2 separate regions of the Mus musculus genome follow, and region 1 is linked to region 2. The links are chromatin contacts, called in public HiChIP or PLAC-seq maps. All regions are on one chromosome and are shown on one strand. Each heading gives the region's core, a stretch centred on a gene start, on an enhancer-like site or on the middle of the called end of the contact. The rest is flanking DNA. Distances are from core to core; before and after follow the strand shown. Region 1 holds the start of 0610030E20Rik (RIKEN cDNA 0610030E20 gene). Region 2 holds the start of St3gal5 (ST3 beta-galactoside alpha-2,3-sialyltransferase 5).

Region 1 (7,752 bases), core at 4,779-7,278, 250 kb after region 2:
TGCTGAGGGACCATTAGCCACATGTGGTTATTGTTAACTAAGTTTAAGTTTAGTTCCGGGGCTGAGGTGGTAAGGCACGTCCAGCATAAATACCCTGGATTTGATTTCCAGTGACACAACACAAGCAAACTAAGAAATTAGTGCTTCAACTATATAAGCCGCATGTCAAACCACCAAGAGCCTCGTGTAGCCTGCGCTTCCCACAGCAAACATCCCCTCTTAAGAGCAACTGCTGATGGGTTTGGTGGGGCACCTACAACCCCTACACTCAGGGCTTAGGTTGGAGAGTTAAGATTTCAATGTTTGCCTGGGCCATATATCAGAACCTTGTTTCAAAAAACAAACAACATTTTAAAACCCAATTCTCTGTTGTGGAGAATTCTATTGGAGAGCATCATTCTAGAAGATAGGTTGAGGACAACTGAAAAACCAGAGAATATACAAGAAAAGAGGACTGTCTCTGCCATACAAAAACAAGGAAACAAATCAAAACTTTGGGGACTGGAAGAGACGGCTCAATGGTTCAGAGCACTTGCAGACAGGTAGAGTTCAGTTTGCAGCACCCACACAGCCACCCACAAGTTCACTTCAAAGGGAGTTGGGGCCTCTTATGGCCTCCACAGGCCCCTCATGCACATGACCTTGTGCAGGGACACACATACACATAAATAACAACAAAAGTCTAGGAATTCTCCTCTGAGAACCCCATGACCATGCTCTTTAGTGTATCTTACTTTCTTTTTTTTAAACTAATAAAATTTATTTTAAAATATACAACTCAGTATTGACTTTTTTTAAGTCACCAAAATAATTTAAAAATTTAGTTAAATGCCTCTTAAATATACATGATATCTTCTGAAGCTAAAAGTAATACACACTCAACCAGTTTTTAAAATCTGTATCTTTCTTGTAAGCTCTTTCCTTTAACCTGTGTGCTGAGGCTGATATTAAAGTACCTTCAAAGGCAAGGTGGTGCAGGCTTTTAATCCCAGCGCTCAGGAGGCAGAGGCAGGCAAATCCCTGAGTTCAAGGACAACAACCTGGTTAGGTTCTAGGACAGCCAGGGACCACACACACACACACATCTCAAAAAACAAAACAAAACAAAAAGCGCACTCTGCCACTATAAAGGGACAACATGGCTGAGCATGGTGAGAAGCACAATTTTCTAGGCAGACAGGCATAAAAGGAGGAGAGTTAGAATGCTTCAATGCTCTGTTTAGAGAATTTTCTACTGTATTCTGCATCTCAAAATCTTCTGATGGGGCTGGAGAGATGGCTTAGCAGTTAAGAGCACTGGCTGCTCTTCCAGTTGTTCAATTCCTAGCACCCACGTGAGAGTTCACAACTATCCGTAACTCCAGTTCCAGGGGATGCGGTACTCCCACAGACATCCATGCAGCTCCAGGGGATCTGACACTCTCACACAGACATAAATGCAGGCAAAATACCAACATACATAAAATAAAAGTAAATTTTTAAAAATCCACTGATTTTGTTTGTTTGCATAGTATTGGTGATTAAACCTTGGGCTTATGACATGCCAGGCAACTGCTCTACTACTGAGATACATCACCAAGTCTTGCCCTCAGCCTTTCTATATTACTGACCTATTAATGGTATCCAAGTACGGGCAGTGACGACTCCTCCGGTCTTCAGAATCCACTCGGCCATTCTTTGCTGAGAAGAAATCCATACAGGCTGTTAAATGGGAAACTTGTGCTGGAAAGTAACTCAGTGGTAGAACACTTAACTAGCACAGGCAAGATCTGCTCAGTGGTAGAACACTTAACTAGCACAGGCAAGATCTGCTCAGTGGTAGAACACTTAACTAGCACAGGCAAGATCTGCTCAGTGGTAGAACACTTAACTAGCACAGCCAAGATCTGCTCAGTGGTAGAACACTTAACTAGCACAGCCAAGATCTGCTCAGTGGTAGAACACTTAACTAGCACAGCCAAGATCTGCTCAGTGGTAGAACACTTAACTAGCACAGGCAAGATCTGCTCAGTGGTAGAACACTTAACTAGCACAGCCAAGATCTGCTCCAGCATCATAAATGGAGGACTGGAGGCTCTCCTCAAATCACAGGCACAAAACAAGCAAACACAAAACAAAACAAAATCACCGAAATGGGAACATTTGATCACTAAGATTGGGAGAGTTTGATCAGTTAGGTTAGGTTCTAGGACAGCCAGGGACCACACACACACACATCTCAAAAAGATGAGCTTTTCCATTTCCTTTAGTGACAACATTCAAAAAAAGGCCACTAATGAAATAAGTTGCAAACTAAGAGTAGGTCTATTACATATATAACCAATGAAAGATTAATTTATATATTACATAAAGGAATCCAGGCAAGTGAGATGGCTTAGTAAAGGTGCTTACCAGCAACCCAACTATCTGAGTTCAATCCCTGTGACACACAGGCTAGGAGAGAAAACGGACTCCCACAAGTTGCCCACTGACTTCCACACATACACCATGGTACATGCATACACATAAATAAATGCCAGGCATTGGTGGTGTACATTAATCCTAGCCCTTGAGTGAGTAGGCTAGGTGAAATCTCTGAGTTTGAGGCCTACCGACAAAGTTCCAAGACAGCCAGGGCTACTTAGTAAGAGCCTGCCTAAATAAGCAAATAAATAAATAAATAAATATCAAATGGGCAGGAAAAGTATCATGAAATATATCACAAGTACTAAGATAAGCTGAATATCCTTAAATCTACTATTAGTACAAGAACTGTATTGGTTCTGAGAGTTAATCCTAATGTGTTAACTCTAACTAAAGTTAACCCTAATGTGTTAGCTTGACACAGCTTCATGGATGCTGACAGAAGCCACATGATCACAGACTAAAACAAAGAGTCTACTACAGCAATAACAGTACCCTATTATATGACATCTTTGCCAGATCCTAGAGTTAAGTCCCATAATAGAATAGAAAAAGAACCAGTGCTCATAGTGGGTTGCCTTACAGAAGATCCCTGCCCTTAAAGAAGATTATATCTTCTTGTGACCTTACTCCCTACCTATTGCTCTATGGAATAATACTATCTGTCTCCCAAGGCTGGTCATTACATCAGCATCCTTTACAAGACAACATGGAACAACCCCCATGCAAAACCCAGGAGAAGCATTAGTGTCTCCAAACTATTCAACTAGTACAAAGTCAATACTTGAGTTGAGTGCACTGGGACTCAACTAATGGTCTTATTCCAAAAATTACAACATGACTCTGACTCTTAGGAATTTGTGGGGGGTGGGGGGGAACGGAGAAGGGTCCATCTGTACAGTCGTCAGTAGAGCACCTGACCCACGTAGGCTATACGTGAATAGGGAGATGCTGTGATGTATTATGACAGGCAATCCAGCCTGCTGGATTCAAGCCTGGTCAGGGAGGCAGAAGAAAGGAAAAGTAAAAAGCAGACAAAAACTGGGCATCTCAGACTTCAAGAAGGGGAAGCAAGAGTCTAAGGCCATCTCTGGTTACAACTTCAAGTTCCTGAGACCCGTCTTTAAAAATATAGGAGGAGAAAGAAGAAAGCAGGCGAAGGAAGAGGACGCGCCCGGCCCGGCCCCGCGCACCTCGCACCTCCCGCTCGGGCTCCGAGTCTTCATCGGCCTCGCGCTCACGCTTCACCCGCACGACCGGGAGCGCGGGCGCCGGGACCTCTCGCGCAGCCGGCTCGGCCTCCCGCTTCACGCGGACCGGGCTACCCCGGGAGCTCGCCGCCTCGGGCTCCTTCTCACGGTCTCGCTCCTTCTTGATGCGACCCGAGCTGCCACGAGACTCGGACTCACGCTTCCCGCGGGTGGAACCATGGGACTGCCGCTTGGACCGGCTAGACATCGCCACCACCAGTTAGGAGCTTCCGCGCCGGCGCCGAGCACGGGCAGCAAGCAGCCAATCAGAAGTCGAGATGGCCTCATAGAAACGCAGCGCGCTACGAGTCGCTGTGAGGGACAATACAGGCTTATAAAACGTTATAAGCGCTGCTGGCCCAACCGAGATAGTTTCGAACATATTGTGTCCTTGTCCAACATCTCTTCACGGCTTAAATAGGAACCTTTCACAGGCTACTTTCATTTTAGGGAAAAGGAAGCTAGCACTCCACCCGAGATAGCTTCAGGACAATTTGTGTCTCGAAACGACGATCCAGAGATGTCCCCTGATCAGGGACTGATGACCTACACAGGAAAAGGAGTCAGTATTCCCAAATTAACTCCTTCATTCAGGCTTGTACCTGGGAACTTCAATTAGTATCATATTTAAAGGGCTCTTGAAATGAGTTTGCAAATACTCTGCTAAGGCGCATTTATTGTTTAGCTAATAAAACTTCAAATTCAGCCTTACCACTGAGTCATGCCTTAGTCCCTGCCTATTTGAACAGTTCCATCGAAGTATAATTGATATACAAGATAGTACACGTTTGATGTGTCTAATTTGCTAAATTGCGATGTATGAACACTTACAGATTCAAGAGAAGAAACTTGTCTCACCCCAGAAATGTCCTGTGCCCACGTGGAATCCCACCCAAACCACAATAGTGACTACATTTCCTAGAATTTTATGTTCAAGTATGAGTCGGTGTTTCCTCTTTCTGACCAGGTCTCATTCACGTCTAGGGTAAGGCAGTCTGTTCCTTTACTTTCAATATAACAATTCCATCAAGCAGATGCACTTGATTCTGTCACTGCTCTAATAAGTTTCTGATGTTTACATTTTAAACTGAAAACTTGGAAAGCTATACTCTCAGGATCAGGCAAAACAAATCCCAAAGTTTAAGGCCAACTGAGCTACATAGTTAATTCAAGACTATCCTAGGCTACATGCCAGAAGGAAAGAAACAAGAGAAGGCTATGCACTATTAGACCCTCAAAAGCCTTGGTTCCTCTCATGGTCAGTTAAGCAAGTGGTCTGGACACCAGCAGTGCAGCTCCAATGTGGCTGAAATAGGGACTGGGTATGGGTGGGGAAAACTTACCTACGTGAGCACTTGTCTGCCTCATTGCCTATCAGAGACAGATGTTTTTAGTATGTCCACTAATAAGCAAACAAACGGAGGAGATTGGCTCAATTGGTGAGAAAGCTTACTGTCCAAGCATGAGTCCAAAACTCCAGCACCCGTGGAAAAAGCTGACAGTGGGCTCATGCCTATAGTCCTAGCCATGTGGGAAATGGAGACAGGAGGACCACTAGGGCTTGGTGGCTGTCAGCTGAATTACAGGTTAAGTGAGAGGCCCTATCTCAAAGGAACAGGTAGAGAATACAGACAAGAGCACCCAGTGTCGTCCTCTTGCCTATACACACACACTACAAAAACAAAATTAAGGAAACCTAGGCACATTTAGATTAAAGAGTCAACCAAGTGGCATATATTAACATGTCTTCTTTAATTCTGCCATAAAGAAATGTCATTTGTAGGGAAATGGTGAACCTAAAGATGTTAAGCGAATTCAGTATAATTTAGAAAGAGTAATCACCAATATTGCATGTTTTTCCCATATGTAGGACCTAGATTTTAAGTGTGTATGTGTGTGTGTGTGTGTGTGTGTGTGTGTGTGTGTGTGTAAGAGGGGAGAGAAGGGGAGAGAACTATAGGAGGCAAGGAGGGGGTCTAAAAGAAGATGGAGCAGAGGTGATGGAGATGACAAAATATTTCTCATGAGCAGAATCTAGCTTTAAAGACAGGAGCAAAGTAGATACACACAACACATAGACACACGCATATGATCTCATAGTGAAGTTTATTATACTAAAGGGCTAGGAAAAGAAAGTCAACATCTCTAGACTAATAGAATGCATTTTCAGTATTCGTGGATGACTCGAATTTTTAAAAATAATTTCCTGGTATTAGCTATATATACTCCTTCTTTCGTTCAGGTGATACCACAAAGTAAGAGGACCTCCAGCTCTACGGGCGCTCACAGATGAAGGTTCTCAAATTTCGAAAGCATCTCTGCTCCGCTGCGCCTGGCCCTACGCAACCGGAAAAAGGGCATCGGAGCCGGAAGCCGAGGTCGGCGGCCGGAAGTCATGGTCCGCAGCCGAAGGCCCTAATTCCGCGGCAGTTGTGGCGGTTACGGCGGTTCTGTACCCAGCATACGAATGGAGGCGGCCCAGGATCACGGGCCGGGGTTGTGCTGCAAGCCCGGCGGGCGTCTGGACATGAGCCACGGCTTCGTACACCACATCCGTCGGAACCAGCTCGATCGGTACCGCCCCGCCCCAGGCCCGGCCCGGCCCGATTCGGCCGGGTGACAGCGCCTGACTCCCGCTCGGCTCCCCGCAGGGACGACTACGACAAGAAGGTGAAGCAGGCGGCCAAGGAGAAGGCGAGGAGGCGCCACACGCCCGCGCCCACGCGGCCCCGCAAGCCAGACCTACAAGTGTACCTGCCGCGCCACCGAGGTGAGCCGCCGCCTGTCGCCCGCCCGCCCGCGGTCCCGCCCCCGGGCAAGCCCCTCTCTCTGCGTCAGGGCTCCTGCCCACCTGGCCCTTACAGCAGCCACTGCATCAATAGCAGCGCCCCCTGGGCCAGTGACCCCAGTTAAACTGCACTGTTATATAAGGTAGCTGGGACCCGGCCAGGAAACGCTGTCCACCAGTGTGATCTATCAGGCTGGGTTTTAATATTTCTGCCACCTGGAAGAGAAAGTGTGGCAGGGATTTAAAAAAAAAGAAAAGAAAAGAAAGATCAGTACATAAAATGAAACAAACCCAGTAAATGGCCTTTTCTTGGGCTTTCTGTGACCATGAACTCATGTTGACTAACATATGACACTAAGTTTGTGGGCTGTTCTTTACAGAGGGGTTAGATCTTGAGTACATTATTGAGTCCGTAGGACGCTGTTAAGCTGAGGACTCTTATGTCTGTTTCCCTAGCCAGAGAGGTGAATAAGGTGTCCAACATCACAGACCTAGTAAATGGCAGAGCCTGGATTTGAACTGAGGCAGAGCTCTGTCCATCCTTTCAGCAGCTTCCAGTGATATTTGCAGGAGACATATGCAGCTTATACTTACTTTTTAACAGATTGTGCTGGAGTGGAGGGAAGAAGTTAAAATCCTGATTGACAGCTACATACATAACACACACACACACACATACACACCCAGGGTCTGTTGGAAGCTTGGAGGCTTTCTTGGTGCTGTTTTTCTGATCATTTCTGTGGGCAGGGGTTTTAGCAGCATACCCCCTCTTCCCTCTCACTCTGGTTTGCCCTTACAGATGGCTCCACCCACCCCGTGAACCCAGACTGTGAGGAAGCCAGTGAAAGCAGCAGTAGTGGAAGCTCCGAGCTAGAGCCTCCTGGCCGCCAGCTCTTCTGTTTAGACTATGAGGCGGACAGTGGCGAGGTCACTTCAGTTATTGTCTATCAGGTACGCCTTTTGGAAACAGCTGCAGCGTGACCGTCCTGGGCCATGACGGAAACTACCACCAGTTCCTGAACCGCTGTTAATCTCAGGGCCAGTGGGAAAATATGTCTTCCCAGCAGATAGTCTCAGCACATAGAGATTCCTAGTTGGGGGAACAGGGAAAACTTGTGACCCTCAGTTGAGAATCACTGTTACAGGGGACTCCTGAGAAACAGAAGCCTTAAGCCAAACAGTTCTGTGAGCGTGCTGTCTAGGAACAGAGCAGCACTTGTTTGAGGGAGAACCAGGCTCTGAGCTTCCTGACTCTTCCTCCACGTAGGACGATGATCCTGGAAGGGTGAGTGAGGCAGTATCAGCACACAC
Region 2 (7,179 bases), core at 4,492-6,991:
CGTGTCTGTCTTTCTTTCCTTTCTTTTCTTCTTTGAGACACGGTGACTATGTAGACCAAGCTGGCCTCGAACTCATAGAGGTTTGCCTGCTTCTGCTTCTCCAGAGCTGGGATTAAAGATGTGTGCCACCACACCTTGCATATCCTCTTTGTTTATTTATCTACTTTTAGGCAGGGTGCTTTCTATCTCAGGCTGGCTTGAACTCAATATGTGGCAAAAAAAAAAAAAAAAAAAAAAAAATGACCTTTAACCAGTCCTGCTGAAGGCTTGGGTACCACTATACCCAGCTACGCAATGCTGGAGATTGAATTCATGGCTTCAAACATCCTAGGCAAGCGTTCTAGCAACTGGGTTACATTCCCAGCTCGTTTTTCTTTTCTAATTTAACATTTTATATGCTCCTTTTATTTTTCTAATGTTAATATACAGTTGCCTCCTCCATTGCTGTTTTATGTGAGTGTGTTTATTCTTTTTTCAACTACAAACATCCCAGCCAATTTGATTCAGGCATAATTAATGACTCCTTATCCCTGGAGCACTCTTGTTCATGGCTGGGATCTTTGAGGTTGGGTCCTGGCAAAGCTGCCCGTGAAAGGGAGTTGGTTTTCTGGGCCGATCTGCAGGAGAGGGAAAATCTCCTTTCTTCTCTGTGAGCAATGCAACCTGAGAGTTCCCTTGTCCTATCCTGATCCTAAGCTGCCCTCTGAAGCTGTGCCCTCGGTTGGGGACTTTTTAGAAAGTGGTACTATACATTTGATTTGCTCCTCTGAGTAAAAGCAATGTGGTTTATGTAAAATGTTTACAAAACAAAACCCAGAAAAGCCAGAGAAGATAAAAATGTTCTATGCCGGTAATGGTGGTGCAGGCCCTATAATCCTAGCACCCAGGGGGCTCGAGGCAGGAGTAGTGCCAAGAGTTTGAGGGATCCTCTGTCCCTCTTTCCCTCTGCCTGGGCCCCACGGGGAGTTCCAAGTCACTAGAGGTTACAGACAGAGGCAGCACTGCCTGTCAGCCTTCGGTGCCACTGTTTTGACACCATTTCTGTTCCAGGTCCCTTTCCTCCCACACTGCCAGCCACCTCCCCAGTTCCTTCTGCAGCCGGCATGTATCATATGAATGACGGCAGAAGGAAGGACTTCTGGGAGAATGAGCTGAGGTCCTGGGTGCTTGTTAAAATCACACACACACATACACACACACAGAATACCACTCAGAGGCTTGAGGGGAGTGAGTTCAATCCACAGAGGAACCCATAGCCTCATATAACTGGAATGGACGGAGGGTTTCAGGACTGCTTTAATCTACTATCTCAAAATTTTCTGTAAATATCTGAGAAATGTCTCCTTTCTAATCTCTGCAGCACTCTGTGTTTGTATAGCCTTGGTTTCTTCCTCAGGTCTACCCTTCTTACCATCTAAAGGCTATTTTTTTGCACTTCCTCTGAGGCTGCTAGCAGGAAATGGAGGCATTTCTGGAGATTTCCTTTAGGTCATTCTGGTTCCTGTGCCCAGTGATAGGACTTCTTTTTATTTCTAGAAATTACTGAGGCTACCAAAAACACCACAAAAACAAACAACAACAACAAAAACCCTCTAGATATAGACTTTACCTCATGTTTGTTGCCCAGTTAGAAATTAAAACAGGTCTGGTAGTGGTGGCACACACTTTTAATCTCAGCCGTTGGGGAGGCAGAGGCAGGCAGATCTCTGTGAGTTCTAGGCCAGCTTGGTTTGCTGAGCATGACAGCCATGGCTACAGAGAGAAACCCTGTCTCAAAAACGAAGCAAGCAAGCAAATAAACAAAAATACAATAAAATAAAACAAAAAACAGAGAAAAAATTAAAACTGAATATATTTTTAAAATATTTATTGCATCAGGTGTGATGGACTACAACTTTAAGCTTAGCCCTCAGGAGGTAGAGGTAAGCAGAGCTCTTTGAGTTTAAGGCCACACTGGTTTATGTGGATGGTCTAGGCCAGCCAGGGTGAGAGCCTGTTTCAAAACAAGTCTAAAACAACAGCACTTTCCCTCTAAATAATATTCATTACTTCATTAAAAATGATAAGCGTAGGCCAGGGAGTACTGTTCAGTGCAGAACATGTGTCTAATCAGCATAGGGCCCTATAATTTAAATACTCATCTTATAAACAGATAAAAATAGATTAATTGGGACTGGGGAAGTGGCTCAGTGGGAAAGAGCACTTGCTGAAGACCTTAGTTCAAATCCCCAAACCCCACATAAAAGCTGTGCATGGCCACCTGTACTGGAACCCCAGTGCTGCGGTGGGGGAAGGGCTGATTCCAGGAGCTTACTGGCCAGCCAGCCTAGCTACAAGTTCACTGAGAGATGCTGTCTCAGGGAATAAGATGAAGTGGCTCAGAGACACCCCCTGTCCCATCCTGACCTCCACATGCATGCAAAGACTTGCATATACTAGATGAATGTATACACAGAGTCCTACACACATGCACACACACACACACACACACACACATACACACACACACACACACTTTTTAAAAAATGTTTTCTGAAAATACATGATTGATTCTGTTTACAACTCAATTACCAAAACATTTTTCAATCATATTCCATCACTTTGAAGCAAGTGTTTTAAATGAAGTCTTCATTCTGTTATATAAAATAATAAGAAGAGCCGGGCAGTGGTGGTGCACAACTTTAATCCCAGCACTTAGGAGCCAGAGGGAGTTGGATTTCTGAGTTCAAGGCCAGCCTGGTGTACAGAGAAAGTTCCAGGACAGCCAGGACTATACAGAGAAACCCTGTCTCAAATAACAAAACAAAACAAAACAAAACAAAACAAACAAAAGAAAAGAAAAAGATGCCATTTCTATAGAAATGAATGAATGAAAGGTAACAAAAATAAAAATAGAGAAAGATGCATACTCAAGAATCTTTTTAAAAGACTTATTTTTAGTTTGTATGTATGAGTATTTTGTCTGCATGTATGTCTGAGTACCACATGCATGCAGTGGCCACGGAGGCCCGAAGAGGGCATTGGATCACCTGGAACTCGAGTTACAGGGACATGTCCACAGCCCCGTCAAGGATCTTTATAATTGGGTACCATGAATTGTTTTGCTGTAACAGGGTCTTATGTAGCACAGGCTCGCATCAAACTGGCTGTGTAGCTGAAGATGACCTTGAACTTCTGATCCTCTTTCGTCCACTCCAGTACACTGGGATTCATTCCATTCATGTACTACCCCACCCAATCGTTTATGCTGTTTTGATTAGTGATGGGCAGTTAGTTTTGTTCACCTTTTGTGTCATGAGATTATTATACAATAGTTTTGACTGTGGAGATTCTCTGAAAGGGTCCCGGAGACAACAAGGAGGACACAGACCGTATTTATCTTTTTTTTTTTAAACTTCAAACAGAACCCACCCAATAGAACCAAAAGTTAGACAAACTTACCAAAATAGAATATTGCAGCTCACAAGGGGAGGGTGAGAGGACGTCATTAGATTAACTAATGTAGTAAATGGAAAAAGTGAATTTAGGAAGTGGTAGCTGCTATCTCTGATTTATTAGTAGTCCTACTGTATGGTAGCCAGAGTCTGGAAGCTTCTCTGAAGCCACTCAGTAAACCATTGAAATCTAGTGGCTGATTCTAGTGTGTTATTTGGGGACTTTGGGAGCAGGTCTTCTTTTCCTTCACTAAGTGTCAACTAGGTGACAGAGCTCATGAATATTTGAAACAAATGTCCCAGGAGACTAAGACAGAAGGTAGAGTTCACTTCTTACACTTCATTGCCCTCAACTTACACCTACTCTTGTAAGGCAGGATGCTTCCAGCTTCCAGGACAGCCCTTACTGCTAAGAGGGTGGGGCTCCACACAGGGAGATGTGGGAGAGAACCAAGGCACAGAGATGTCAGAGCATCAGACCACACAGGCAGGCCTCAGGCTGGTCCAATAGTAGGAGAGTGAGCGGCTCTGCAATCTTTTTCCTGCTATAGTCATTCCAGGCAGCTAGCTAGTGTCTGACCAGCCTTGGCCAACCCACTGGCTTTAGCCACATGTCAGGCTTTCTTCCATCTTTTTTTCCCTTTCTAGACTATTTCCAGTGTCCTCGCTTTAAAATCATACAGATTTGTTGTTTTGGATAGCCATGAAAGTAGAATCCACCTACTCCGTTCTTTCCTATGTCTTTATTCTTGGCATTGACTACCCAGAGAGCATCCCCCAGTTCCCAGGCGACCATGTTCTACTCTCCACCCTGGAGAAAGAGCAAAGAGAGCAAGCTGCTGTAAAAAGGAAAACTGATAACGGCTCTTGGCTCAGGGTCTAGGATCTTCCTTCTCAAAATGAGAGGGTTATTGTTCGGTAAAAGATGGATAGCCATGCTTGATTGGGGCTGGAGAAGGGAGTTCTAAAAGCTAGCCCAGGGCCTCTTCCTGTTTGTACAGGCTGACAAGCTTCCACTACAAAGCTTCAATTTTCTCAGCTGATACACAGATCTAGCACGGGACCTTGAGCAGACCCAAAAAGGAGTTTGCTATGCAGTCACCAAGAAAACTGGAGCTGTTATCTTGGAAAGCGTGCCTCCTGACTATCAGAATGCCCCTTTGTGGTTAAATGTTCTTGAGGTCGAAGGCAAGCTATTCCAATATAACAAAGACTATGGCACTAGGGGATTTCCCACACACACATGCAGTAACAAAGGGTCTGCATCCTCAGAAGAACTTGGCTACATTATATCATTTACTCTGCGCTTTGGATCCCTTTCTTGTCGGCTTTTCTAGAAGATCATGGGGAAAAATATCCTAAAAGGGAGATCCAGTCCGGTTTTAGGCCTTTTTAATGCACCAATTTTGGGATTTATTAAATGTGTTTTTAAAAATCGTATGGCATTTCCTTTCCAAAATAAGGTGTGAGAGGCCAGGGCCTCTCTAGCTTTCAGACAAATAAGATTTGAGCGCTCCAAGCCCAGGTTCTGTTCCTGCTTCGGCCTCCAAATGACTTCAAAGCTACTCACCCTCAGTCCCACACAGACCTCAGTTCCTTCTCCTGTTAAAACAAGTTGGTTGGCTTTGGTAACTAGCACAGTAACAACCGTGTAGCCTAATCGTTCTCAACCTTCCTAATGCTGCGACCCTTTAATACACTTCCTCAAGTTGTGGTGGTAACCCCTGACCATAAAAAGTATTTTCGTTGATACTTCATAACTGTAATTCCACTACTGTTGTGAATCGTAAATGTAAATAAACGTGTCTTCCATTGGTATTAGGCGACCCCCAGGTTGAGAACCGCTGATTTAGCTTGTCCTGGTATTTGTCTCTTGGGTCTCAGGAACCCAGGACCAGTAATTACCTGAAGACCAGTGGGCAGCTGGCGAATAAAGCACGTGACTACGTCAAGCCCCTTAGTTCCCCAGCTCCGACTCCTAATTGGATGCTCAGTCAAAGCCTTTAACCGGTCCAGAGCCACCTTAGGTTCTCCGGAACGCCTTCCACTATCTAATCACGCGCAAGCCTGGGGAGAGTTGAAGAGATCCCCGAGCGCGGGGCACCCTCATCCTAGGCTGCCTGGCGCCCCACCTACTTCTCGGCTGGAGTTGTCCCGCTCCCCCTCGCACTAGCAGTCGGAGGGGGCGGGGGGACAGTCCGCTCGCAGGCGGGGCCTCGGCGCACTCTGATTGGTCTCCCTTATCCTCGTGACGCGCGACCCCGCCCCCGCCTACCCCCACCCCCCTCAGCATCCGCGCGGGGGAGCGGACTGTCCGGGGCTGAATTGGCGCGAGCGCGGCGCCGGGGGCTGGCTGGGGCGCGGGGCCCCGGGCTGGCGGCTTGCCAGCGCTCCCTCCCTAGCATGCACACAGAGGCGGTGGGCGGCGCGGCGCGGAGGCCCCAGAAGCTGCGAAGCCAAGCAGCGGCACCTGCCTGCCGAGGTACGTGGCGCAGCCCCCAGTCGGCAGAGCGGACACCGGGGAGCCCAGATAGCGGCGATCCGCCTTTGCGATACCCCAGGCCCAGCGGCTCCTCCCCAGCCCTGCGACGCCGGACGCGCCTGCTAGGGGACACGGGCGGAGGGTCGCGGCCCCTGGCTGCCTACATGGGCGCCCCCGGCGCAGCCTGCGCAGGTGTGGACGCGGCGCTGCGGGTAAGGATGACCTGCCCCGCGTGGCAGGTCCAGCCAGAGTGGCCCTCTTCACGTCGCTTGGTTCTGGGATTTTAATTCATTGCTGGAACCTTCTGAGCCGGCAGAGTCGAATAGACTCAGTGTCTCCCTTGACTGCTTTGGGGAACCTTGTACAGGGTAACTAGTGGCGCCTGAACCCTCCTGGTGCATCCATGTGGGTAGACGTGCAGTGTGAAAGTGGGTAGCTTTCTGCTGGCAGAAATTCACTGGTGACCTTCCCTGCCCCCTCTCTGCGGCCAGTCCTGCGGAGGAGACACATTGGGAGACCGTTTTGGTTTCTTGGAAATTTTAAGCTGTGTCCTGACGAGGGGACGCGTTCTTTGTGCGCTGTTTTATTTGTTTGTTTTGCGGAGAGGGTGTTAGAGAACAATTGGTAGGACCCCAGTAAATGAAAGCTCTTGTCCCTACTGCACATCAGCTGGATGACCTTGGCAGACACTGATATCCTCCTGTGGGGAGCTTGCTCTCCAGGTCTGTACTGGAAGACTTAACTTGCTGTTGGCTTGGGTCTCTTCCACAATGAGTTTGTGGTTTTAACCATTTAGAATAAATATGTCAATTGGCGAGAACTCTGTAGAATCACTAGCTGACTTGGAAATGAAATTTTTATACCTTTCCCCCCAGTAATTCAGTCTTAATTCACATATATGAATTTTGCCTTTGCAAAATTAGGTGTAAATGTAAGTAGATGTACTTAAAAGGAGGAAGAGGCATTTTTATGTGTTGTGCTTTTTCTGGGACCGATGGGTTTCAGGTTCCTTCAGCCAAGAGCTGTGCTGGGTTTTAGACTTACAAAGGAAGGAGACTCACACTCATCTCTGCCCTCTGGTGTCTAGCCAAGCCTTCCCTTGGTTTATGACTGTAAATCCTCTTCTACCTGCAGCCCTACGCAAATGCTGGGCCTGAGAAGAGGGATTTGTCTGCTGAAAGAAAGGACCAGAAAAGTAGGTTTTGGTTTCTTTTGTGTAATTCCATATCCTGACAGCTCAGAATGGTTTCTCACATTGCTGGT

The links. HiChIP or PLAC-seq counts read pairs in DNA pulled down with a chosen protein or histone mark.
Region 1: a contact with region 2 is called in a FOXA1 HiChIP or PLAC-seq map of pancreatic cancer cells. The contact joins the promoter of 0610030E20Rik here to the promoter of St3gal5 in region 2. A contact is called at or near these places in 3 of 39 promoter capture datasets (the C10 cell line, hematopoietic stem and progenitor cells and pre-B cells), 1 of 484 Hi-C or Micro-C datasets (embryonic stem cells) and 2 of 115 datasets of contacts at active chromatin or transcription factors (embryonic stem cells and pancreatic cancer cells).

Annotation. Positions count from the first base shown.
Region 1 is chr6:72,341,289-72,349,040 of GRCm38.p6, forward strand. 0610030E20Rik (RIKEN cDNA 0610030E20 gene) reads left to right here and starts at 6,029. Exons shown (of 4, transcript NM_026696.1): 1 at 6,029-6,227; 2 at 6,305-6,423; 3 at 7,241-7,392; 4 at 7,709-7,752. The coding sequence starts at 6,121. Usp39 (ubiquitin specific peptidase 39) reads right to left here and starts at 3,887. Exons shown (of 13, transcript NM_138592.4): 1 at 3,597-3,887; 2 at 1,611-1,680. The coding sequence starts at 3,861.
Region 2 is chr6:72,091,867-72,099,045 of GRCm38.p6, forward strand. It overlaps St3gal5 (ST3 beta-galactoside alpha-2,3-sialyltransferase 5), which reads left to right and starts at 5,742. Exons shown (of 7, transcript NM_001035228.2): 1 at 5,742-5,916. The coding sequence starts at 5,838.